2 separate regions of the Gossypium hirsutum genome follow, and region 2 is linked to region 1. Evidence: chromatin contacts called from public Hi-C data. All regions are on one chromosome and are shown on one strand. The core of a region is the stretch at or near the end of the contact, and the rest is flanking DNA. Distances in the headings are between cores, read along the strand shown. Region 1 has its middle 30 kb from the start of LOC107913400. Region 2 holds the start of LOC107913402 (zinc-finger homeodomain protein 2).

Region 1 (7,929 bases), core at 2,896-5,395:
GAAAAGATAAATTGATCACTGTAATTTGACAATAGTAGAAAGAAATGATATCCTTAATAGCATTCTTTTGCAAAAGAATGGGTAATTGAACATGGTTGGGATATTGGTCTTGTGAATTTTCAAGACACAAATAAATATAAAGTTTCACCATGTAGTATGAATAATTAACAAAGCTATGTTGAAAATTTAGAAATTTGGGGATGAGGTACAAACCTATAATATTTGAGTCACCCATGATGGAAACTCAACTCAACGCTTGGTATAACGTCAAGTCTTGAATTCAATAAGACAAAGTACATCGTCAGTATATGACCGTGAACACTATAAAATTATATATAATATATCATCCCAAGGTAAAAAACTGTTAGGTACCCGTAATAATAAGGGGAAGGATGAGTATTATACTCTTAATAAACCCATAACATAAATATGTTAGAGTGTTATAATTATGGGAACACTCTTGATTGGACCTACCTATGTGAGTGGAAGTGTGGCCGCTTCTAGGAGCTCAACGGCTTGGTTCTGACAACACTTATGAAAAAAGGTTACAAACATATGGCCATAATAGTGTCCCTAGATATTGTGCATTGACTGGTATTAGAATCATTGTGTGAAATGTATTGGGTTAATCAAATGGAATAGTTAGTTCAAAGCATAGTCTACCATGCAATTTCGATTAACTTTAACATGTTTTCACTAAGTGAAGGTTCAATCATAAGACACATTCATTTATGCAATTGATTTCCAAGATTATCAAAATCTAGAATATTTTGAAAACGAGGGGAGATTGTGGGAACATTTTCAAATATATATATAGTGTTCCAATAGTTGCAAATGAAAAGTTATAAGTAACCAAAAGTTATGTCACTTGGTTATAAACAAATAGTCATAATTATTCAAGTAGATATCTATTGAATAATTATGTTTATTGCTAAATATTTGACTATCCATTTGGGTAGTTATGTCCCTATGAAAAGACATGAGGCCTCTCATTTGCATGACAACCTAAAAGTATAGAAAAAAAGGTTTATTTCTAATCTCTACCATTTTTTATATTTTTTAATTGTTCTATAAAAACTTACTGTAGAAATTCTTTATAGAAATTGATATCCTTACTATGCTTTGCTCAGTGCTCAGTGAACTGTTTCTGTCAGTGCAAAATGTAGGCAGTCATTGGGCTTCATTATATCCTCGAGGTTCATTTGCAAGTAACTCTTTCACACATCATAATATAAGTGGGGGCGAATAGAACCTTAAAAAAATTGGCATTGATACACGCCTTGAAGCCTTCGTTAATTTCTCTTAAGTTTATTTTTATCCCCACTCACCAACAAGAGTATGGTTGGCAAGGAATGAATTGGTTTTGATGTATGACAGTGTGTTTTTAACATTTTAATTCAATAAAATCAGGTTCTTTGCTAATACGAAAATTAATTAAAGGGTAAACTACCAAAATAGTCACTTTTGTTTGTCTCAAGTTACATTTTAGTCACTTATGTTATTGTGTTGTAACATTTTAGTCACTAAGCCTTTAATTGTCATTAACGGTGTAACGGTAAGCTAACGTGGCACGTTAAATTCTCATTTCAAACAAAAATTTTAGGTTAAATTATACAATTGGTCCCCATATGTTTTCACTTTGAGAAATTTAATTTTTTTTCTTTTATACTCTTTTAACTTTCTTTTTTTTCTTTATTTTTCATTCTTTTCTGCTTCTCCCTCTATTTTCCTCCCTTCTCCATCTCTTTTGTATTCTTTTAAATTTCCTTTTTTTTTTATTTTATGTTCCCTTCTTCATATTCCAATTGTAGTTTCAATAGATGCCTCAAATGATTTTCGTACAACCTAGCCCTTAAATCCATCATATGGTTAAATGCTACACATTAACAAGTAACCTTTAGTTGACTGTTTGACAAAATTTGCAGATGCCTCATGTTTGAAATCTCAATTCTTTGAATTAATTATTAGATCATTCAAGCAAAACAACTTTGCAGATGCCTTATGTTTGAAATCCCATTTATTTGAATTAATTATGTGGAAAACAGAGATGAAGAAGGGAGGAAAACAAAGGGAGAAGTAGAAGATAATGGAAAATAAAGAAAAAAAAAGTTAAAAGAACATAAAAGAAAAAAATTTAAATTGCTCAAAACAAAAAAAAATATGGGAACCAATTATATAATGTAACTTAAAATTTTTGTTTAAAATGATGATTTAACGTGCCACATCAGCTTACCATTATACCATTAACGACAATTAACAGCTCAGTGACTAAAATGTTACAACACGTTAATGTAAGTGACTAAAATGTAACATTTTAAACATAAGTGACTAAAACATAACCTGAGATAAACAAAAGTGACTATTTTGATAGTTTACCCTTAATTAATAATAATAAATAATTACTAATAGTAACTAATGTAAAAATTAATATTTGAAGCACTAATAATTTATATTTTCAATTATTATTAATAAAAAATAAAATTAAAATAATTAAATTTTAAAATTTTAATGATTTATTATAATTTAATTCATTGATAGTACATTAAATTATGCATTTTAATGTATTAAATATAAATCATTACTGTAAAGTATAATTCTTACATAAATATCATATTTAAAGTTGAATGTATGAGTCAATTCAATTTACTGTTATTTTCAAACTTTTTTCTAATTTTCGAAATATTTTTAATGAAAATAATGAAAAAAAATCTTCTAATTTTCTTATATTTGTGTTTCTAATCTTTCCTAAAAGTTATTTTTTAATGGGATATATATAATTTGGCCCCTAAATTTGTCTATTTGTAAAAAAAATTTGAACCTAGTTGATCTCTAAATTTGTATTTCGTCAACCAGTTTGGTTCTCCGCATTAACACTATTAGTTTGTGCTGATGTGACATTGCTAATCAATCTGGTGGTACCACATGATAACTTCTCAACTGACATACGGCAAACATAAATTAAAAATATATAAATATACATAAATTAATTAAGAAAAAGTACAATATTTTTTATGAAGAATGAGCTTAGACAAATGGTTGTCTAATATAGATTTGTCCAGGTTCATTATAGATGTGTTTATAGTAGTTTTTTATTTTATTTAGTTTTTAGTTTTTTTATAAAATATCAATTTTTTAGGTTGTTATGATTTTGAAAAATATATAAATTCTATTTAAATATATAAAATCCTATAATATATAAAAATATATAAAATCATAGAAATATATATAAAATAATATATATTAATGGCTTACGTAAAAAATATTATTAAAATTTATATATATTACAAATATATATTATAAAAATATATGTTATAAAAATTTATAACTAAAATTTTTTTATAAATTTAGACCGTTTTATATATTTGTATATTTAAATATTTTGAAATAATAAAAAACTTAAAAACTCATATTTTATAAATATATATAATTACTACAAACATATCTATAATGAATCTAGACAAATGGTTGTCTAGATATAGCTAGACCAACTACGTTAAAAAAAATTAAAAACCAACTTGGTGCAAATGAAAAAGATTCATGTGCCAAATTATATATGGTTCTTTTTTTCTAATTTTCCAACCAAATGCAATTTTGTTAGTATTTTCCATTTTCTACAAAGATTTAAGTTTATTTACATCAACTCAATTTTGTTACTTGTTACAGGCCCCAGGCTAAACAAAATGGAAATTTAAAACCAACGCTACTTGTTCATAACCAATTTTGACCTAAAATCTGCTTGGTTCATGTAATGTGTGGATGAAATGGAATGGCAACATACGTAATCTCTTCCTTTCTTTTGAAATCACAAACCCATATAGAAAAACATAAAATTTTAACCTAGGCAATTTTCTAAATGTTACAGACACATGCCTGATGCTTACATTCCACCTTTTCTCCTTTTTTCTTTTTAAATGTAGAAGTGGGTTTTCTCCCAAAAATTCTTTGGACTAAACATGAAGAAGCTTTTACTACAAAACACATTTCACATGCGGATTGATGGAACCTAATACAGATTCAATTTAGTGGTCCAAACACAGTCTTTGATATGTCTTTTCCTTTTTTGGGAGACAGTGCTTACCTTTTCAATCATCCTCCACATGGTTTATTTTGGGCCATCTAAACCATCCAGAAGATCAACCATGGCTTTCCACCCACCCAATACTGAGATCTTCATTTGGCTCCACATGTCTCCCTTTAGGCATGTCACCGCTGAATTATATATTGTGTGTCATTCATTTGTTTTAGAAACCCAACATCTCTTATCCCCAATAAATTATAGAACAAATGTTATATGATCCAACATATCACTAAGATTAATCAGCAAGTCGCAAGTAAGCACTCTATAATCTTACATATTGCATTTCATCATCCTACTATCAACCTCACACAGCAAATTAGACATTCAGAGATGCTCACTCCAATCTCCTCTCATTCAATTTCAAGCAAAAACAACTACAAGTAACCTAAAGATTATAAACCTACCAAACTATCTACTCTAATTGCCCCTTTTTCATTGCGAAATGCACTTTTTCACCACGCAAGAATTGCACACTTAGCTTTTAAACTAAAAAATACTTTCAAAACAGTGTTTTTATGCCTAAATGCAAAACTTTATTAGGGATTTAAAATTATTTAAAATTATAAATTGATTTATATTTTATGTATCATTATAATAAATTATTTAATACCATTTATCATTAAATTTAAAATTTTACAATATTTATGTATAATTTTTTTTTTTACTTTCTAACATAATGTCTATTATAGCTCATTTAGAAACCATGATTTGGATAAAAATATTTGGATTTGAATATCCAAATTCTTTGTTTGGATAATAAATAAAAAAATTTATTTGAATTTATCATAAGAGTTAAATTTTGGATTTCAAAATCCATTTTTAAAGATAAATTCTCATGATCCAAGATTGATTAAAAAAATATTGCAACTTTTTTTTCTCTCTTCTTTCATACTTCTTCAAAAATCAAACAATAATTAATTAATTTTACTTATAATACATCATCAACGAAACTCAAAATTTTTAGAATTGGACCAGTAGGCAAACAAATCAGATCACCAGTTCTCGGTTCGATTGATCCTATCGATTCGAGTAAATAAATTATTTACCATAAGTGATCCTTTATTTCGGACCGATATCCTAAGTGATCCTCAATCCGATCGACCAGTCCAATTCGATTTTAAAAACGATGATGAAGTTTTATGCATTTAATTTAATACAATATAAATATTTAAAAAAATCATTTATACCATAATTTGTACATTTTTAATTTATAGACCCCAGGCTTACTGGTCCAACCGGTTTGATCAATTCAATGGGTTTAATTGGTTTGACTAGTAAGACCAATTCGATTGATCCATCTAGTTCTATTAAATAAATCATAAAAATAAAAATATTGAAAAATAAAAAAGTTTTGGTTCAACCACCCAATCAATTGGTCCGCACTCGGGTCAATCAGTCTAATGCATCTACCCAAATCATTATACTAATCGATTCTCGATCTAATCTGCCGGTCTAATCTTGTTCAAACAATAATGTTCAAAATCCTCCTAAATAATTTAATTTAAAAATATATTTTTTAAAGTTTAGAATTAATTGAAATCAAAATCTAAAATTGAATTATCCAAATAATAAGCTTTGAATTAATTCAAAATCTTAAATTTTAAATATTTTAATTCTAAAATAAAAAAAATTAAAATAATAAATTTGTAAACAATAAATTTCAAAATTAGAATTTTGAAATCTAACTTCCCATTTTTAAATGCTATCTAAAAGATATTTTAATTTTTCACTAATTATTTTACAACTGTATCAAATACTTGATCTATGATTTATTTTTCATAGCATTTTTTCGCCACGCTTCTTCTAGAAACATTTTTCTAAAGAAAAAAAACTAACCCTTAAATAAAAAGTAACCCTTAACAATACTTCTAAGAAGACTTTTGAAATAAAAAGTGCTACTGAAAAAAACTAAAATTTTCTTTCTGAAAAAGAGCTTGTAAGCCAATTTTTGAATTTTGAAAAATATTTTTTTTTCAAAAATGGATTATTTAAAAATATTTTTTATCAAAAAGGAAATACTTAATACAAGCATGGGTAAACTGATCCTAAACTTAAAACCACCCCGAACCTCCTAACACCAAAACAGCATTATCATTGTTAAGCAACTCCCAAATGACTAGAATATATTTATTTTGCTTTTATGGGAAAAGAACATGGGAAATCATCGTTAACGTACAGTTCTTATAAGCTGACAAATGAACTGGATTAGATCAGAACTTTCGTAGCATCCGAGCCCACTTTCCTGAACGACCAAACCTATCAAACACCAACACCTTATGCTTCATCAGTCTGCTCCCCCATCAACCACACAGCCAAGCAGAAAAAGTTTGATTACAATACAATAAGGAAAAAGAAAAAAGACACAATGCTTTACAGTAACTTGTTTTCTAGCTGCCAACTACCTTGGTCACTGGCCAGTACCAAACACATTTGATAGGCTATTAAGGGTTTTAATTCGCATCCTGGTTCTTTTCACAAAGGGACGGCAATACGAGATTAGGGTTTAATGCAAGGGAATAAAAAGGAAGGCAAAATAATCAGCAGATGACAAATACAAAGTAACCCATAGAACTGTACCAAACTGCTTCCCAGATGTTAGGTAATCTGAGTAACTGGTTGAATGATGACAATGCTTCCCTTGATGGGACTCCTCCCATTAACCTATAGTCTGTACATCAACCGCAAATGGTTTCCTAAGAACCCTTTTTTCTTAAATTTATATATTGACACTAATATTTTATTTATTCAATCAACACTGAGCTGGGTTCACATAAGAACACCAAGAACAAGCTACGTTGGAGTAATAACTGTTCTATATATCTAGTCCTACTAAAACACCAATGTCTTTTTCGATCTGTGGAAATTAGTAATATTCAAGGTTATATATATAAATGGTGAACCAGTTGAGCTAACAATTGCAGCGATTGGTTCAAAAATTAGTAACTTTTTTAATAGAGAGAAGCCAGTTTTGAGGATTCAACAACCATCACGAGGGATGAAACTAGGGAGATATCTCATCCATTCAAAAGAAAGTAGAAACATCTGTTACAAGAAACAAAGTCCTATCAGTTACAAAGCAATATAATCTCATTTCTAATTTATTTCATATATATGTATGCAAATATGTAAGTATGTATATATTCCCTATTAGTTCAACAACCGCAGCTGCGGATGTTCCCATCAGCCATCGGTATTTGTCATGTCAAAGGCTTAAAATCGGACTAGACTGTTTGGTTAAATCAAAAAAATTAATTGTTACAATGGTATCATATAATAACTGAAAATAGGGTAAAATTATTGAGATAAATTGTGCTAGAGTTGTTAAGTGGCACTCGAGAGTGTCAACTACAGAGAATCACTGAATGATTAAAAAATTTATCTTATTTGATTTGGCAATTTAATGAGCTAATTATGTGTTGTTATTTTTAAGGTACCTCAATTAATCTATGAAAATCAATCATTGGCATTTGAAGATAGAATTGAATTCGAGTGAATCAATTAAGTCCTTAGAATGTAGAGATTTGATTGAGATAGTATTATTGATATTGGAGAGCATATCTTTGAGTAATTTTGTTTTGATTATTATTGATGTAACATTTATTTTTAAGGAGTTACTTCTTATTCACCAAGATCTATATTAGCAAGCTGAAATTGATATATGCTTTAGGCTTATCTAGGTTATGTAATGAGAATTTATAAGTGCATTCTAATTTGTTCATTATGAAAATATCTCGTGAGAGAGTGCAAACTAATATTGTAAACATTGTTGAATGTTTGCTACCCAAGTTCTCAATTGGAGGATTTGAAGGTGAGTGTTCTAATTTGTAGGTACAAATATGAGATCTCTATAC
Region 2 (7,929 bases), core at 3,279-5,778, 190 kb before region 1:
CTTATAACTTACCTGAGCTTGTCATTTTTACTTTTAACTGAACTTTCATACACATGATTCGTTTACTAGCCCGTTGAGCTACATTGGAATAATAAGGATACTCGAGTCTCATCTGATAATAACATGCCAAAGCCATGTCCCAGACATGGTCTTACATGGTATGTACTCATGTCGGTGCCCATGCCATGTCCCAGACATGGTCTTACGAGGGACCTCTCATCTCGGTGCCAATGCCATGTCCCAGACATGGTCTTTCATGAGACCTCTCATCTAGGTGCCAACGCCATGTCCCAGACATAGTCTTACATGAGACCTCTCATGATCTCAAGGATGCCAATTCCATGTCCCAGACATGGTATTACATGGGATCTCTTTACCTAAATGTTATGACATTTGTATCAAATACCTTCCAAAAGTTTCAACAGGACTTTTTAATACTAATTCTCTATCATTTCATACTTGAGTCAATATTAAATAATTTCATGAAGTAATTACATAATTGCTGGAAAATAACAACATTAATAATAATTATTGAAATATTGCATTTATTTACTGTAAACTTACCTCGGTACAAAATTTGACCAAATCTAGCAACTTAGTCCTCTATCTTTTTCTTTCCTCGGTCTAACTCTGAATTTTGTTCTTCTTGATCTATAATAGAAAGTTTAGCTTATTTAATACTCACATTCATCAAAAAAATCCTTGACTCAAACTTTTGAAAAATTACAATTTTGCCTCTAAACTTTTGCATAATTACACTTTTTCCCCAAAGCTCGGAAATTAAACTTCATCCCTTATTATTATGTTTTATGACATGCTGAACATTTTTCCCTTCTATGCCAACATCAAATTCCAACTCTAACATGTACTTATGAACATTAGGTATTTTTACCGATTATGTCGTTTTACTCGTTTTCACTTAAAATCGCTTAGGAAAAGTTGTTTAACATAATTTATAGCTTCATATTCTACCATAAAACATCAAAATAAACACTTTTCACCTATGGGTATTTTTCCAAATATAAACCCTAGGTTAAATTATTGCTAGAATAAGCTAAATTAAGCTACCGGGATCTCAAAAACGTAAAGAACATTAAAAATGGGGCTTAGAATCACTTACTATGAGGATTGGAACCTTGAAAAACCCTAAATATGGCTTCCCCTTGCTGATTTCGTTCACTGTGAAGAAGATGATATTTTTGGTCATCTTTTTCCCTTTTTAATTCTTTTTATTACTAGATTACCAAATTGCCCCTAACTTAAAAATTTCCTATTTCACTTATCTCATGTCCATTTTTGTCTACCAACTTAACCAATGGTCTAATTACCATATAAGGACCTCCAATTTAAAGTTTCATAACAATTGGACACCTCTAACATGTAGAAATCAACTTTTGCACTTTTACAATTTAGTCCTTTTGACTAAATTGAATGCCCAAACGTCAAAATTTTTGAACAAAATTTTCACAAAATCATTCTGTGAAATCGTAGACCATAAAAATATAAGAAAAATAAAATTTTCCTCATCGAATTTGTGGTCCCGAAACCACTGTTCCAACTAAGCCCAAAATCAAGATGTTAAAGTTTTCCCGATATGATCCTATTTTATCTCATGGTAATCATTACATCTTCCTTCTTGAAAAGTCAATTACTATCAGTAATCAACTCATCTATCACAAAGACAAACAACTCATGGTCACATTTACTTTTCATCTATCATATAATGCCAATGAGAGGATATCATTTACCCATTAGCTGGGCTATGAATTTCACTATTGTAAATGATGCTACATATTGTAGAAGTCGTATATCCAATGCACCAGCTTTCAGTTTCTTATCTATTTCAACTCAAGCTTTTACTTACATCAAACTATACGAGTCATGCATACATAGTTCACCATCAGGATTTAGGTATGTCACACTATGAATTTCACAAGTGGATAAATCCATAAACAAATCTAAGATCTATTCTACTTAGGTCATATCTGATGTATCGTTAATTTAGTCAGTCACATCTATGTTTCTATCTTTTGAGAGTCATCCGCTCCAATGCTCAAAGACAAAGCATCTCCCCAATTGGACTTGATAGACAACATATTAGTCTTTCAATTAGTTTGCTCATTTCTAATTATACTAAAGACATGTTTAGGTTCATCTACTAATACAAGTTGTCTTTCCGTATTACTATCCGACCACATAATATCACTTAGTATTAGTTAAATGTTAGATACCTAACGAGTTAATATTTGCTTTCATTTTTCTTTGCATGCAAAAATATTGAGGACACTGTATAAAGGGTATTAACATAATTAATAGATATTTTATTAGACCAATTGTTTGAAAAATACAAGTAGCTTAGACGAAATACCACACTAAGGGCATTAGATCCCCAAAAGTATTATCCTTCCATCACCACGCCTTCATCGAAAGTTTGAAACCCATCAACCAATTAACTCGATCATCATCATCACTCCAAAATCGACCCTCACAAACCTATTCAAGACCTGCGGATTCATCAACTAAACCAATAATAAAATATCAAAGTTTCAAATTGAAAGAAACAGAAAATCAAAGCAAAGAGTAGTGAAAAGTCAAGATTTCGGGTTCCATATCTTGAAGGGTTCGAGGTTTGATCTAAACAATCTAAATGGTGAGGAAGCGATCATTAACGAGGAGAAGTTCATACTCTGAAATGGTGTAGGTTCAACAATGGACGATGCAGATCGAGATTGTGGACTTCAAAACATTACAAGTAAATTCTTTAAAAAAATTGTTATAATAAAATGCATATATATATGGACATTGTCTTAAAATGTGATAATTATTATTTTTTAAATATTTATGTTAGAATCAAATTTTAAAATATATAATATTATAGATAATATATAAATAAATATTTAAGTTAAATTAAAGAGAAAATTTATTTAATTAGTTTTTATTTAAATTTTGATTACCTAATTAAAATTATAACTTAGTATTTATTATTATCACACCTTATTATTTAAAATATTGATGGGCGTATGTAAATATTTATGGAAAATGCTAAAAAAATACTTGGATGTAAATATTTAACTTGAACAAGTCCTAGAGTTATTTTTCCTAACATTAATTCTATCAAAAAATTTTAAAAATTAAAAAAATAAAAATAAAAGCACTTACGTATTTTTATACTTAAAAGGTTTTTGCTTATTAATGTCTAAGTACATTTACTAAGATTCGAACCACTTTTAGTAAAAATATTAATATAATCTCTAATAATCTTTTCATAAATTTAATTCGATAAAATCGATAAATTAACAACTTAAATTTATATTTATTTAAATTTTAAATTTATGTTTAATTAAGAAAATATGTATTTTTAAACATAAAATTAACTTAAAAACTAAGTATGGGTAATATTTAATTATTAAAATAAAAACTAACCTAGATAATATAAAAGCTATATTAAATAAATAGAAATTTATTTAAGTTAAATTAATGGATGATTAACTATAAATCATTTAATTGAAATTTAAAAACATAGATATTATCTTTAAAGATATAGAAATTAAATAAAAATGAAAATGTTGAAATAGGATAAATTAACTATAAATCAATGTTTAACAAGTGGAACATTTTCAATTTTTTATTTAATTTCTATATCTTTTAAAGATAATATCTATATTTTTAAATATATATATGACATTAATTTTGGGTGGAATTGGAAGGGGAATCATTAATTATTAATGTCAAACAGCTTGTGGCCTCTTGATTTTTATCCCGAATTCTCAATATATATGTACACATTAGGCTATTTTGAACCAATAGAAAAGCAGTAGATTTCTTATGATTTTATATTCAAATTAAATTCTGGACCGAAAATTTTCTAATCGGCTTTTTACTAACACTATTTCTATTTGAAATTTTGTGGAAAGAAAAAGCAATAGTCAGAAAAAGAACATCTCCCCCAATCACCCTATTGTGTGCATGCCATGCCTGCATGGTTTGGGTTTGGCAAAGACACTTGACCTCGAAACACAAACCGCCGCACTAATGAGTTACTAGCACGTTCCTTGCACGCGAATCAGAGGAGAGTATTAATAACCATATTTAAGCTCCTACTATTGCCCTCTCTGTCCTTAATTTTCTCTCTCTCTTACAGAACCTAGCGGGAAAATTAATTACATGTTGACGCCAACACCGCGTCACCACTTATGTCGGAAACTTTGGCACACACGTAAGACGTCGTGCCCAAGCTTCGCTTTTAATACCGACAATTTATTGCTTCCCCAAGTAATTCCGTGTCCCCCATCTTCTGCAACCCCCGTACTATCTCTTTACGCGCCGCCTCACGCGCCACCTGACCTCACTTTCATGTCCCACCTTTCCGTAACGAGATTACGCGAGAGTACAACACCATCTGAAAGGGTCCCATTCCAATCCAAAATAAATAACGTAAGTTTCAGTGTTGAGAGAAGAGCGTGGTTGGCGCGTGAAGCGTTGGATTCCTTTATTTTGTCCGCTTTGCAGACTGTACCCAACAGTGGACAAACCCCAGCCCTGCTATCTTCACTGTACCCTCTCTAATTCTTATAAACCAGCCCAATGTATTTTACAGTTCAGTAAAAAAAAAACAAAAAACAAATCAACACATAAATAAATGAGATGAGGAGTTAACAGATATTTGTTTTGGAACGGGAGAGTGATCAAGAAGGATCCTTGGTAAAAAAAAAAAGAAAAGAAAAGAGAGAAGAAAACTGCTTCTTTTGCAGATAAAAAGACAGGTTCAAGGGGAAAAAAAAATTATGGTCACACTGTCTTGCTCCTCTTATCTTTTTTTTCGTCTCTATTAGTGAAGAAAAGGGCGCTTTTTCTTTTTATAAAAATCTCTTTTTTGCGGGGGGTAAATTTTTGTCTTTGGTGGGAGAAATGGAGTTTGAGGATCAAGAGGAGCAAGAAGAAGAGATGGGTTTGGCACCGAGTTATGACCCGCTTGCAAACTCATCTCGAGTCAAAATGTCAGGTGTCGAACCGGGTTCGATAACTCCAACGGGTCAGCAGCAGCAACAGCAGCAGAGGAAACCAAGGTATAGAGAGTGCTTGAAGAACCACGCGGTGGGAATCGGCGGTCACGCCGTCGACGGTTGCGGTGAGTTCATGCCAGCTGGAACCGAAGGTACCCTCGATGCTCTCAAATGCGCAGCTTGTAACTGCCACCGGAACTTCCACCGTAAGGAAACGGAGCTGGGTTCCCCACACTCCGTCCCCATGACGGACCTCTACTTCCACCACCCCCACCACCAACCACCGCAATTCACTCCTTACTTTAGACCCCCAACGGGGTGCCTCCACATGGCTGGACAGCAAAGGCCGTTAGCCCTACCATCGATATCAGGAGGCGTCGGAGGACACAGCAGGGAAGATCAAGATGATGTTTCGAATCAAGGGAGTTCGAGGAAGAGGTTTCGAACAAAGTTCACGCAGGAACAAAAGGAGAAGATGTTGGCTTTGGCTGAGAGGTTAGGGTGGCGGATTCAGAAACAAGATGAAGCGATTGTTCAACAGTTCTGCAACGAAACTGGGGTCAAAAGGCATGTCTTCAAAGTTTGGATGCATAATAACAAGAACACTCTTGGTAAGAAACCCTAGAAACACCTTCTTCACGGTTTAGAGTGAGTGGAAAACAAAAATGAGAAAAGAAAAACTTGGGGGGATTTTAGTTAGATTTTTTAGGGTTACTTTGGGGGTGGGGGCGGGTTAACATTTGGTACTTTTGTAGTTATTATGATGTTGAAGGGTAGGTTACTAATATTAATATTGTTACATAATGTTAATGGCTACTTAATTTTAGCTCTAATGAGATGAAGATTTTTTAGTTCTAATATCTTTGATTTTGTTGCATATCAAAGCTCTATTTTAATGTGAAAATGGGTTTAGATAATGGTGCATTGAGGCAAAGTGGAGACATGCAATGCAATACAATGCAAGAGGCGTGAACATGGAAGAGCTTTAACAGGTTTATGAGCATGGGGATGGATTATGAGCTTCTCACGAGTAAGATCTTCTTTGTGTAATTAACCGAGATAAGAAGCAAGGAATTGGATTAACCATGATTTTCCTTGTATGATATATTGAACATATCCTTTGTACGTGAGTTTATCTGCAATTTCAGAGTTAATGGTCCTTTGCATGAGATCTTTTGCTTCTAATCAAACTTTTTTGTTTAGGGAAATCTTCATGCCGCGCTAACATTGATATATGTGCTTGGGAAAAAGTGAGAGGAAGGAAGGGGAAATGAGGGGGTTTGAGCTTGAGTTTGAAACATATAATGGCATGGCATCATCAATGAATGCACTTTTTGATCCTTCTTTCCTCCACCCAAATGCACTTTGCTTTCCTTGTTGCACACTTGTTTTGTTTTCACTTCCTTTTCGTGCTGTTTTTGTTTGCATTGGTACGTTTCTAAGTTCAATCAAACAAAGTTTTCTGATCAGATGGGCTACTTTCTGTTACCAATTGCAATCCCCCTTTTGTTTTGTTTATATATATATATTTCCCGGTAATGCATTTACTTTTTCAGTCTTTCTTTGAGTACAGAAGGGGATCTTCCTGCTTCTTCTTTTTTTTTTCTGAAAATTTCTTTTAATTAGTAATATATTTGCTCTTTCATTAGTATTCTTGTAGATAGTATAAAATAATGGGTTCTCAAACTTTATATGATATACATTTATTGTCAAACTTTAAGAACCTAACGAGATGCTCATGTAAGAATCACCTTGGGAAGGAAATGCATCAGCTACAGTAATATTTTCTGCCATGCAAAGCTCAAATCCAGATGTGGGTTTATAACGCCATGCTCGAGAAACTCAATAGACCCTGAACTTGACCTTTTAATTCCATCTTCGTTTTCTTTGTTTTTTTTTTTAATCCTTGAATGGAAACATGTGGAATCCCCAAGCAGCAAGGCAAATAAAAAGACGCATGTTTTTGTCTACAATTTTCTCATCAATCAAAACCCATGGCTTCATTTTCAGCCTTTTTGGTGGCTAAACTCCCTTAAGATCCCTAGAAAGCAATGTTCTTCTTTGTCCCTTCTCAATTCCCTAGTAAGCTTAAGTCAGTCTAAACTCCCTAGATGCCCATTAGGCTACATAGGCCTTGACTAGATGTGCTCTGATTGGTTGGTCGATCCATGTCTTATGTTTAAATTCCTATGTAACCAAGCTTGTTGTGTTAAGTAAAAAACATGTACTAGTGTTGTGATGCTGAAGACTAAGAGAGATTATTTACTAGCACTACCATCAGTGAGCTGTTTATGTCAGAATTCACCTGCAGTGCAGGTAAAAGAGGGATATGGATTCCTTATATATGGCAAGGTTTTTAAATGAGGGATGTGCTTATTTTTGGGCCATTTTGCTACTACTACTAAAGATAAGGCTTGGGGTTTCAAAGTTACAGTGGCGAATTTTTTTTATGGTTTTTGTGATGTTATTTGCTTGCTCTGGTGTCTATATCTTACCAACAAGATATGCACATTGCTTGATTCGGGAATTCTAACCACAGTATCAGTTAAAGCTGCATATGCTTGTATGGCAATTGCATATAGTTGGAATAGTGTGGTCCAGTCGATATATCTTTGGTCAAAATGTTTAATTGCATCAGATTGTGATTGATCATCTTCTTCCTACCTGTACTACTTAATATGGCACATTGTCCTTATTCATGATTTTGGCTACTTAATTAAAGCTATGTGTTGACATCAGTTTAAAATACATCAGTTTAAAATAGAAGCTTTAAAAAACTCTGTTTCTTAGAGCACTCGATGCGAGCATATTCAATTTTTTTCATGTATAAGGAGTTACATCTCACAAATACTTAAAAGTAAAATAATAAATAGAGCAATACAGCTAAAAACAACCAACTTAGGGGTATGGAGAGGGGTTATCCAAA

What was found. A called contact is a pair of places that touch in the nucleus more often than the background predicts.
Region 2: a Hi-C map of leaf shows a contact between it and region 1, with 2.4 times the contacts expected there. The contact joins the promoter of LOC107913402 here to the enhancer-like site in region 1. A contact is called at or near these places in 5 of 34 Hi-C or Micro-C datasets (anther and leaf).

Annotation. Positions count from the first base shown.
Region 1 is chrD11:32,182,212-32,190,140 of Gossypium_hirsutum_v2.1, reverse strand. No RefSeq gene overlaps it. Among protein-coding and RNA genes, the nearest start is that of LOC107913400, 30 kb to the right of the region's middle. Within about 2 kb of position 4,145, at least 2 of the 9 cell types and tissues checked have an H3K27ac peak or open chromatin away from gene starts, as enhancers often do. A contact at or near this core is called in leaf, where this site is marked.
Region 2 is chrD11:32,373,122-32,381,050 of Gossypium_hirsutum_v2.1, reverse strand. LOC107913402 (zinc-finger homeodomain protein 2) reads left to right here and starts at 4,528. Exons shown (of 2, transcript XM_016841974.2): 1 at 4,528-5,614; 2 at 5,917-6,172. The coding sequence starts at 4,909. The coding sequence ends at 5,975.